2 separate regions of the Anser cygnoides genome follow, and region 1 is linked to region 2. Evidence: chromatin contacts called from public Hi-C data. All regions are on one chromosome and are shown on one strand. Each heading gives the region's core, a stretch centred on a gene start, on an enhancer-like site or on the middle of the called end of the contact. The rest is flanking DNA. Distances are from core to core; before and after follow the strand shown.

Region 1 (5,879 bases), core at 1,135-3,634, 350 kb after region 2:
TAGTCTACACGTCTTTTTTTATTTTTTATTATATATATCAAATGAGCTTGGATTTGGGGGCCTTTTGTAGGTGGGGACGGCGCTGGATGAGGCTGTAGGGTCCGGAGACACGCATGCAGCAGCTTTAGAAAACCGTCTAAGTACTTTCCGTCCATTGTTCTTGCAAGCACTCAAGTACGTGACACTAACTTAGGGACTACCCATGCCTTTTCTCCACCGCGCCGCGTTAACGACGCTTTCACAATTTCCATCGGTCTTTTCACCGACGGGAAAAAAAAAAAAAAAAAAAAAAAAAAGGAGGGCCGTGACGGGACAGGGCAGCCTGACCGGCGGCGGGGACAGGTGTCCCTCTCGGCCGCGCCGCTCGCCTCTCCGGGGCCAGTTTCCAGCCCCGGGCGCTCCCCGCGCTGTGAGGACGCCCGGCCCGGCCCGGCGCGGGGAGCCGCGGACAGGTGCAGCGCCCCGCGGCCCTCCCGGGGCGGCCGAGCCATTTCCAGCCGGGCCGGGCAACGGCTCCCGGGCCCGCGGCCGGCGGAGGGCGGGGCGAGCGCGGCCATGGGCGGCGCGGCGGCGGCGGCTCTGACACCCCGGCCCGGGAGAGGCCGCCGGGAACAAGGAGTTAAGCGCGGCGGCCAGGGGCCGGCCGGGAGCCGGGCCGAGCCGAGCCGGGCCGGGCGCTCCCACAACAATGGTGCCCAAGGGCCCCGCACGCCGGGGCGGCCGCCGCCGTTGTGCAGCCCGGGCCCGGCCCGGCGGCCGTTGGCGGCGCGTCCCGGCCTAGCGACATGCGGCGGGGCAGGGGCAGGGGCCGGGGCTCGCACCGCCCGCCGCCTCCCGCGGCCGCAACTTTCACTTCCTCGCGGGGGTGTGCAGGAGCCGGCGCCCCCTGCCCCGCGGCGGCGGCGGCGGCAGCGGGAGGAGGAGGGGGCCGGCGGGATCCCCCCGCCAGGAGGGGAAGGCGGGCAGGGATTCCCCCTGCCCAGGCCGGGAGATCCGCCCTCTCCCCCCACCCCTCGGCGGGGCACGGGCTCGGCGCCAGCCCCCCCCCCCCCCGCCGCCACCACCGGCACCGCCGCCACCTCCCCTCCGCCCCGCCGGGCTCCCCGCGGCGCTGCCGGGGAATCCCCCGGCCGCCTCCCCCCGCCTCCCCGCCCAGGTGTCAGCCGTTGGGGGCTCCAACCGCTCCTGCCTCGCGCCGCCGGCGGAAGGGCGCGGGGGGGGGGTCCGGGGAAAAGGGGCCGCGGCTTACTCGTAGTCCCTGAAGATCTCGTTGGTGACCCTGCAGTGGAAAACGCGCTCGTCCGGCCGCAGGTCGGCGGGGGGCTTCTCCCTCACGAAGGGCTTGCGGTGCAGCAGCGGCATCGCCCCGCTCCGTCGTCTCCTTCCTGCCCCGGGACCCGCTTCGAACCGGAGGGAAAAAAAAAACACGGAGGGAAGGCGGGCAGTGAGTGCGGGCGGGCGGCGGCGCCCCCGGCCCGGGGAGGAGGGAGCGGGCCCGGCGTGTCCCTCCCCCCGGGGGGGCCGGGGAAGGAGCGGCGGAGCGCGGCGGCACGGCACGGCGGGCTCGGGCGGCGCGGCGGCGGCAGCCTTTTGTGTGCCTGACACGCCGCTGCCTGCCTGGGACTGCGCGGGGAGCGAACGGCGGCTCCTTCCTCCCCCGCCTCCTCCCGCAGCCTCACAATGGGGCCATGACGCCGAACGCCGGGCGGGGGCGGCGCCCCCCCGGCCCACCCCGCCCCGGCCGCGGCCCCGGCCCCGGCCGCACACAACGTGCTCGGCGCGGGGATACCCCGGCCCCGGCCGCCGCCGCCGCGCTTTGTCTCCGCCGCCCCCCCGCCGCCCCCGGGTCACCCCTTCCCCGCCTCTGAGCCGCGCACGCCGGCCCGGACGCCAACTTCCACTCCTCCTCCTCCTGCCCGCAGCGACCGCTTATCGCCCTCCTTCGCTTCCTGCCGGCCCGCTGCCCTAGCGGGGTCCTCGCCCGCCCCCCCCCCGGCACGGCTCGGCACGGCTCGGGGGGCTCCCCGCCCTCCGGCCCCGCCGCCGCGGGGGGCTCGGGGCTCCGCTCCCCCCCTGCCGCCTACCTGGTGCTGCCCCGAGCCGCCCCGGGGTGCGAAACGCGGCGCCCTCCGCTCGTCCCTTCTCGCTGCCCCCCCCCCGGCCCCAGCTCCCGGGAAGTTTTTGATCTACTTCTCCGAGCCCTCAATCAGGAAGAGCGGCGGGGAGGAGCCTTCCACTTCTCTCCCCTACATCTTTATTGGCCGCTCGGTGCCTTCCAGCGTGTGTCACACAGGAAGACAGCGAGCTACATTATTAATTAATGGCTGAGAGGGCTCATCCTCCATTTTCGAATTATCAGCCTGCGATCTGCGGCGCGCCGAGCGGGGGGGGGAGGAGGCCCGGCCGGCCGGGCTGCGCTGAGGCGGCGGCACCCCGGGCACCGGCAACCGGGCACCGGAGCCCGCTGCCCCCGCCGCCGGGCCGGGCTGCGGATACCGAGGGGCTCCCCCGAGCCCGGCCCGGCCCCCGGGAGCGCCCCGCCAGCGGCTCCCCGCCGGCCGGCCCGGGGCGGCGAGGGCAGGGTTTTGCCCTCGGCCAGGTTGCGAACGTGTCAGATGGGGCCCTGCCCGCCGCTGCCTTGCCTCCCCCCCTCCGGTTAATCGCCAGCGTCAGGATATTGTTCTGCCAGTGAACTAATTTTTCACCGCTTTTATTATTTCTTACCCCGGCGCGCTCACCGTGCCGTGGGTGATTAAGAGTGGGATGCTAATCTAATTGTGTTCTCTTAAGTGCCAGCCGGCTTAAAGACATAAAAACACAGAAGGAGGTCCCCATCCATCGCAGTTCAACAGTGCAAGGTCCAGAGCGTACATGAAAACGTACTGCACAATTGTAAAAACCCCACAGGACGACTTAGGTGACTGGTATCTGAAGGCTGACACAAAGATACAAGTTTACGACCTGAAATTCTGTTCGGGCAAATAAAGATCCTGTGCTGTTTCCTGCACCTGTGCATAGGTTGTTTTTCATTAGCACTGCAAGTAAAAGCAACGAGCAGCGCTGCGGCAGCCCGGATGACTAAAACCTAGAAGAATGTTTACACTCGAATTCGTGAATTACTTTGTTTAAAAAGTGATCAGGTCTTAATCAAAAGCACCGAGAAATGCCAGTGCTCCCTTCTAGTTCAGTTTACAAAATCTGAAGGTTGAACTGCAAAACAGGTTACCTCTGAGTCCTACCAACTTATTTTCATTTGCCAGTTGGCTTCACTTTCAGTTTTTAATTAATTTCTACCAAAGGGCACGAGTGCAACTTCAGTTAATGCACTTTTAATGCCTCCAACATTTCATAAATTTTAGGTTTGCATCAAAACCGTACAGTTTGCCACGGTTATGACATTTAGTGTTGGCAACTCTTATGATTACAGTGAGATTTTGCAACACTTAGCTTTGTTTTAAGCTCTGGCTCTTCAGCAGATGTGATTAAATTGGAGCCTCAGCTTCCCCTACAAATAATTACATTTCTAAATCTCAAGTTTGAGAGAAGAGCCTGAATATGTGATCTCAAAAGGTTCACAAATTACTAGGGAAATAAAAGTCTTGAGTTTATAATTTTTGTGAATCTCATCCTTTCTAAGCCAGTATCATGATATTTGGGAGCTTGGCTGTGTGTGTGTGTGTGTGTGTGTGCGGATTGTCAGCACAGCATTATTTCAGAATTAGTTGGTGTCCATGAAAAATGCATGAGTTGATAGAACTGTGACATCAAAAGCAAATCCCCTTTTCCTTTTTGCTCTCTCTTGCCCTCTTTCTCTTTTCTTCTCATCTTTTCCTCCCTCTCTTGTTCTTCCCCCCTCATTATTCCCTCAGTGATTTTTCCACTGAACAGATCCTCACTAAGTAATAGGGCTGCGCTAGGGTTTGATATTCTTAGGATACAGAGGAACAGTTCAGTTTTCACCTCTGAATCCAGCTCTGTTCTTTAAAAACCACTAATTCAGACTCTGATTCTGCTCCCAGTAAGGTCAGAAGGAACTAAGATAATTTTTTACAACACAGGATAACATCTACTAAGGGGACATTGAGATTTCAGTGGAAATTAATTCTGAGAAATCTGAAAAATGTTCCTTTCATGAGAATATTTCTTGTGTTTTTACACTGTATTCAATTTTTGTACTGATTTGGGTTGGATTTTTTTTAGGACATCACTGAAAGTATAGTTTTGATTCAAGACACAAGAACAGGGTTGTTGATGTGGATTTTACCACAGAAGGGCAAAAAAATAAGTTGGTTTGTTTTTAAAAGATGTTGTTGTACACTAACAGCTATACTAGATGGAGTTCCTTTGCCAGTGACTGAGGTTGCAGTTCTCATTCATAGAACTTTAAAAATAGTTGTACTGGGAAGATAAAATCTTACAAAACACTTGGTCTCCATGCTTTACAGCAGTAGGACAATTTCCTAGGGACAGTGCTGGCAAATCCCTCAGCTGGTCCTTCAAAGCTCCCCACAATTTTGCTAGTTTTTTATTTCTTTTCATTTGCTATATCAGAGATTTGTTTTTCTCCTCGTCCTATTCTATTTCTTCCTGTCCTTAAGCTACCAAGAACTGATTTACACAGAGATACTCCAAAATACCTGTTCCCATCAACCGTTACCAAATAGTTCCATATGTGACTCTTGTTATTCTGGAACAAGTGCAATACATGGAATTATTTTAGTATAGTCTTGCCACTCTAAAATGACACCTGACTTTATATTAGAGTAACTAATATTTAGCCAAATCATATACTTGGAACCATGCAAAAATAAAACTTTGACCCAACCTGTTTTACCTGTAGTATCACACAACTCAGAGAGTTTTATCCTCAGAGTCTGTTTAGCCACTTGCTTTGTAATAATTTAGTTTGGAATTTTTTAGCACATCACTTATAGTTTTGATTCATTTTGTTCATCTTTTTTTGTTCATCTTCTTCCCAAAAGTTGCCACTTTGTTCTTTCAGGTTTTGGCTGAAGCCAGAAAAAATAAAAATTAATTGGACTCACTTCTTCATATAGAATTTCACTGGACTTCGAAAGAGACTCTAGGTTCTCAACTCTATTTTTTGTAAAAAAACGTGGTTGAAAAGATAAACTTGAAAAATGAATATATTTGTTGAAGTAATATATTACTAGTGAGTTGTTCAGTCAAACAACAGTTATAACATCAACAATCTCTATATTTTTCTGCATTGACAAGTGTATAAAAAAGAAGAAAACTATAACATATACTTGAGATCATCTCAGTTTTAATGCACTGAATAGATTTTCTTGGGATAGCAGCACCCTTTTTCTTTCCAAATGCAGTTTTGGAAATCTTTCCTTTCCATAACACAAGCAAACCATAGATCACTTTTTTTAAAGCTTAATGCACCCAGCAATAACACCTTATTTATCTGATTGTGCGTTTTACAACGTACTGATACAGCTTTTTTCACCTTTTGCCCTTTCTCCACAACCTTGCTGAGCATTTACTCTTTTGATCATATATCTTTATTTAGACTTTAAACTATGTGAGGAAAGACAATGTGCTGGTTTTATCAATACACTCCAGCTGTGTGTAACAGTAACATTTGGTCTATTGTCTTTTGCTGGCTGTAAGGAACTATGCTCAGTTTTTAATAACTTACTCGCTTATAAATAACATATTTCAGTCAAAAAAGGAAGAGATACGCAGATAATTCTTTACAACAGATCTCATTTTTCTTTCATTCTAGCTCAGTTGCATTTCAACAAACTTTTAAAGCAGTTCTGTAATCACAAGGAGAGCAGGTTCCTTATTCTGCAGCTACTGTTTGTGTTCAATGTGAGACACAAAGGAGGAGATAAAGAATCAATCCC
Region 2 (5,791 bases), core at 2,190-4,689:
ACCTTGAGGACAGGCTGGAAGCCAGGAAGGGAAGCAACCTCACTAAGCTAAGAGCACACAGCATCAGAAAGCATCTAGCAGAAGTACAATGCTCTCCCAGTCCTTCAGCTGGTGAGTCAGTGTCCCATCTCAGCACCAGAAGACAAAGCACACTGGCTGCTCAGTCCTGGCAGCCTGGCTAGAAGACACGAACATCAACATTTGCCCCCACACACTACCCACACAGTACTGAGTCAGATTTCTCCAACAGAATTACCTCCCCTTGACTCCATTTTTGTGGTTTAGAGAGTCACAGATCTTAAGGGTAGGAGGGAAAGAAAATAAAAGCCACAAAGATCCCCCAGTTCAGCTTCCTGTGCAGCATAAGCCATAGAATTTCATCCAGTAGTTCCCCTGCAGAGGGGAGCTATCTCACCTACCACACAAATGAACTTTGCACCAGCTACGTGTTAATACCATGAACATCTTTCAGAAAGGCATCTGATCTTGATTTAAGCACTTCAAAGGACAAACAGTCAGCTGGTGTGGATTGCCACTGCTCTGCAAGGCAGCTGTAACAATTCACTGCAGCTGAGGATCTGCACGCAAGCATTGGTGAATCGTCTGCTTTTTCCTTCAGCTTTCCTATTGCATAATTGTTCTTGCTATTAGGAGCGTGTATCAAATGTAAAGTACCAATTAAAGGGGAAGGATAAATTAAACCAGACACGAGCAGTGTCTGAACATGCTTACGTGTGGGGTCCAGCTCCAAGAGCAGGCCTCCAAGCCAGAAACAGGTCAGAGCAGAAGGATTTGAGCATGGCTGTTCCCCACACCCACGCAGGCAATGTCAAAGATCTCCATATGGAGATTGGGACCGGGAAAGAAACACGTGCAAGACACCCACCCATTGATGCAACCGCTCTGAACAGTACAGCACCACTCCACGCCTAGAGCACACACACCAACCAAGATGAAGCAGCAAAAACAACGCACCCGCTCCTCTGGTTTGTGGGTGCACAGCTGAGTAACAAGTTCATTCCTCCTGCTTCCTCATCATTTTTCACTTCAGCATGCTGGCATAAACTCCGGCTGGACCTGCTTTATGGTGCTTTCGATTTATAAAACTGTGGTTCAAGCACAGATAACGCTACCCAGAACACATGCTAGGTTAATGCTATGCATCAGAGCACAGGCAGCTGTCAGCGGAAGCGTGCACTAAAAGCCTCACGGAGAAAAGTTTTACCCAAGCCTTTAAAAAAAAACACAGCAAGACAAGAAACTTGATGCAAATCAATTCTGCGCAGTTTCTTCAGGCAAAGTTTTGGATGTTTCCAGCACGCACTGCTTAAAACAAACGTCTCCGCTCTTTAATATCCCTGCAACGTTGTCCCTTGAAAATTTAGTCAGTCATATACCCTGATAAGTCAGCTACCACATTTAAACAAGCACCTACCCTGTAATCCAGGGTATGCAGCCAGAGCCTTTAAGCACATTATCAGGCCTTCAGCATGGGCATTTTTCATCACTGAAGCTTGAAATTTCGCTTGCAAATTATTTCCATCGCCTCTGATAAGTCTGCACCAGGAGACTCCGTTTAGGAGGCTGGGGCTGCAGGTTGCACAGAGGCTCCAATTAGAATTTCAATAGCAGATAGCCAGATGCAAGGCCTGTTTTCTGGCAGATGATTTTATAAACCCAGCAGGGAATTTACAGCTAAAACAAAAAAATAAAGATGTCTGCAGCTACACGTTAAGAGGCCCGTAGTCCAAACTTTTCCCCAAGGAAGTACAAAAAAGGATATGTGCATATACAAGCATATAAAGTATTTAAACTAGAACCAAGCAGCAAACACGCACAGCAAGTGCATTAACCCATTATAAAGATAATAAAAATGGACAGATCCTTTCTAAATTACCCATTGCCATGTAATGGACTGCATTAACACATACAGTAGTGGATCATTATGATAGGTAAGTAAGATTAATACAGAAATACATGCACTTTTGAGAGAGAGAAACATCAACATGCATCTTAGAGCCCAGTTTTCAAAGCTACTGATCAGCCACAAACCCTCAGAGGCCTAAAGGGCACCAAATACTCAGTATCAGGGAGTTCACTTCGATCAGCAAGGCCGCGGATTAGCTCCAGGCAGGGAGGGTCAGCGTTCCCATGGTGGCTCCTTAGGCAAGCAGTCGGTTAACTCACTTTATCGGGAAGCAGGAGTGCTGTCGCATGACCAAGCCCGGCAGGGATTCATTCAGCTAACACACGGGATGCCAAGGCACCGTACTCAATAGGATCCTGACACGGGATTTTTCTTTGCCAGTCCTACAAGACAAAGTTTGGAGGCAGCAGAGAGGCGAGTTAAGGGATTCACTAAACCCACCAGGGCAAGAACCACTGGAACAGGACATCCCCAGAGGATACTGTCTTTAAGAGCCCGGTCAAAGAACAGGATTTGTTCTTCTTACTGTCTCATGGCAGTGTGCTAACATCGCCCAGGGTACAGTTAAACCTACTGAAAACATTTACTTGGGGTAAACGATGGGGCACAGGATGAAAAACATTTCATTCCTCCACGTGAAGCGGAAAGCCACTTACAAAGGCAATCTGCATTTCATGCAGCCTCCATCGCTTATTCAGACACCAGACTTTTTGTGCGTGCCTGTGACACCGCCAGGAAGTGCCGCAGACCCCGCGTCTTTGAAGGGGTCCATAGGGAAATAAAAGGAGCTGCACGGAACGCCGCCGGTAGCTCTGGGGTGCAGTCAGGGTTATTGAACACGCGCTACCCACACGGCGCTCCTCCCACCCCACGGTTTCTCCGCTGCACAACTTCAGACCCCAGCCCCACGACAGACCCCCTGCCACGACGCCCACCGGGCACCCCGCGGGCACCGGGGGGGGCTTTTCAGAACATCCCCAACCCACCCCACCCCCCCAAAAAAAAAAACAGGTCTCCTGAGGATCACGGGGGGCTGGTCACCTCCCGGTATGGGGCATGCAGCGGCACCGGGTGCTCCCCGTTACCCTCCGCAGCTGGGAACGGGACCGGGACCGGGACCGAGACAAGGGCTGGGGAGGAAGAGCCGGGACCGGGGAGGAAGATAGGAGAGGGGAACCGAGACCGGGAAGGGAAGGAGACGGGGGAAGGGAGAGGAGTGGGGAACCAGGACCGGGGGCAACCGGGAGCTGGGGGAGGGGACGACCCGGCGGAGCCCTCCCGGTACGGCTGCCCGCCCCCTCCCGGTGCCCCGCCGGGCCCCGCTCCGCTCCCCCGTGCCCGCACCGAGCCTACCGCCCCCCCCCCCGGCACTGTCAGCCCGCAGCGGGGCGCTTACCGCGGCGCTGAGCGGGGCGCAGGCGGCGGCCGCACGCCCGGTACCGGCGCGACCCCCGCGGGGCAGGAGCGGAACCGGGCGGCGCCGCGCCCCGCCACGTGCCGCCGCCTCGCCCCGCCCCTCCCGCCCATCGCCGCTCCCCATTGGCCCGCCCGCAGATCGCCCCGCCTCCTCCCGCCTCGGCCACGCCCCCAGCCACGCCCCCCTTCTCTCCTGTCACCCCGGAAACGGCGAGGGGAGGGCGGAAATAGCGTTGCGCGGGGGCTGTGCCCAGTGGAGGGCGGAGGGGCCTGGAGGAGCGTGGTCGTGTCCCTCCGCCCTCTGCGTGAGCGTCGTTTCTCCTCCTGCCCGGCTCCTATTTGCGCACCGGGCAGGGCCACAGACGCCCCTTTCCTCTCAGCACGTGTAAATTACCCCCAGATGCGCACCACACGTTAAGGCGTGCCTGTTTTGTGGAGGTCAGGCTTGTACCCTGGCCCGCTCTTGGCTGAGGAGTTGCAGCCAAAGGGGCAATTTTCTTCCAGTGTGAAAACCCCTGCTGCAAGCTGGGGGGCGGCTGCAGAAGCATCTTTCGGTGTTCTAAATTCATTACCAATACGCCTCCCCCACGTTTTCTGCAAGCAAACATTACAGGAGGCTTTGTGTTGAGTAAAGGAAGGGCGGCTGGGCTGGTTGTGTAAGACTCACAACTGTCTCCGAAAGGAAAAACTAGATAGAAACATGCTCAGGCTAACAGCTCCTTGTTACCCACATCTCAGTAACACACATCCTGCAATAATAAATGGTTATTTTGCCGTTTTTAGTGTTTCTGTCAACGCCAAAGGTTTGCACAACGCCAGTCTGCAGCTGCTTTGGTGTGTTATCAGGGGAAACCCTAGCAGCAGTGGAACTTTGAAGCATTTACACACTGCAGTGTGTACCAGTACGTACAGATACATATTAAATAGGTGTGCCGGAGCAGCATTCTGCAACATGCAGCCAGCTCCACAAAACGACAGAAGGAGCAGAACTTCCTTTAAGCTGTAAGCGCCCATTTTAGATCAAGTACACATTCAGCACGTTTGGGTTATTTCCAGATGGCCCAGAGAAGAGTCTTAAAAAAAAAAAAAAGTGCAGGTGACAACATTGTGCGTACAGGCATAGCCCGTATTGTGAGATGCTTTATATAGTGTTTGTGACATTGAACAGGTGAAACAGGAGCTTTTGCTACCTCAAGTAGGATCTGAGCTGCTACTGCTAATCTGGCCATAGATGAAAGCGATGCTGAAATCATTCACACATGCTGATGTAATTTTAGAACACAGAAATTTGCTTTTAGAAATGAGCAATGAGGAGGAGGAATTTATACCCTAGTCCATCAGATAATTAAAAGTAGACAAAATGCAGAGCCAGACAGAGCTCCACATTAAGGACTCAAAGCGTGTCTGCCTGCATCTGTTGTGTAGATGTATCATTCCATCTTTCATGTAAGATACTGACATCTACTGAAATGCTCCCTCCCCTCCTTTCCAGAGAAGGAGAAAGGGAGGAAGAACCTCTGCTATCCAGGAGAATTAGAAGAGACGGTTGAAAATGGGGGAAGGACTGTGTGCTGTAGAAAAAGGAAATCTGACAGGATCAAGTGCAAAGATGGAGCAAATAATATGAAGCAGGAGGGCTCACACCCCTTGGGTTGGTATGGTGGGGAACAAGCACATTTCTTAAGCAGTCTCAGGAGAAAAAAAAATAAATGAAAATGCACACGGAGAAGCCCAGATGCAGAATGGGAAAATAAAGGTACTAAAGTAAAGCCGTGATCACCTAAACAAAGAGAACGTGATATCATAAACGTGCCCTGTTCACCTCTCTCCCTGTGATGCACGGGGAACATCTGCTGTTCAGGCCCCCAGAGGACATCGTTTTGAAAGGTGTTTAAAGATCTTTGCAACTTTACACGCCTCATGTGAAAAGCTGGGGTGCTAAGACATGCAGGCAATAGGAGGTTTTCATAGAATATAAATGAGGTCTAAGCCACTGTTTATCTTTCAGTTGGTTTGTATTTATTTGAGGTTGTTGAGAGAGTAGAGATTATGGGATGTAATGAAATGGCATCAAAGGGGATTGGGCTGGAGGTGCAGTAAAGGAGATTTTAGGATATTAGTTCAAGCACAAGTGGCTCCAGTACAGTCGAGCTCTGTTCCAGACATTAACCCATGCAGGGTTTTGTGCTGACAGCTAGAGAACAAAAGGCAGGTCTGTGTTTAAAAAATAGTCTCCTTTCCAGAACAGATGGTGGTTGGGATAGCAAATATTTGCTCTTTTGGACTGCTCAAATAAACTTAGCCAGTTGAGGCAATGCAAAGAATAGTCCTTCATCTCTTTCTACATCTAAGAAGGAGTGGACCTACATCTCTTCAAACAGGTGGAAGGTTGAACCTGCCTACCCTACACTGTAAAGTCCCTTTTAGAGCAGTGCCAAGACAAGCTTA

The links. A called contact is a pair of places that touch in the nucleus more often than the background predicts.
Region 1: a contact with region 2 is called in a Hi-C map of liver, with 6 times the contacts expected there. The contact joins the promoter of BAZ1A here to the promoter of C5H11orf24 in region 2. A contact is called at or near these places in 2 of 7 Hi-C or Micro-C datasets (both in liver).

Annotation. Positions count from the first base shown.
Region 1 is chr5:40,197,806-40,203,684 of Taihu_goose_T2T_genome, forward strand. BAZ1A (bromodomain adjacent to zinc finger domain 1A) reads right to left here and starts at 2,385. Exons shown (of 27, transcript XM_048059739.2): 1 at 2,085-2,385; 2 at 1,250-1,400. The coding sequence starts at 1,362.
Region 2 is chr5:39,851,493-39,857,283 of Taihu_goose_T2T_genome, forward strand. C5H11orf24 (chromosome 5 C11orf24 homolog) reads right to left here and starts at 3,440. Exons shown (of 7, transcript XM_066997965.1): 1 at 3,324-3,440; 2 at 2,188-2,310; 3 at 976-1,080.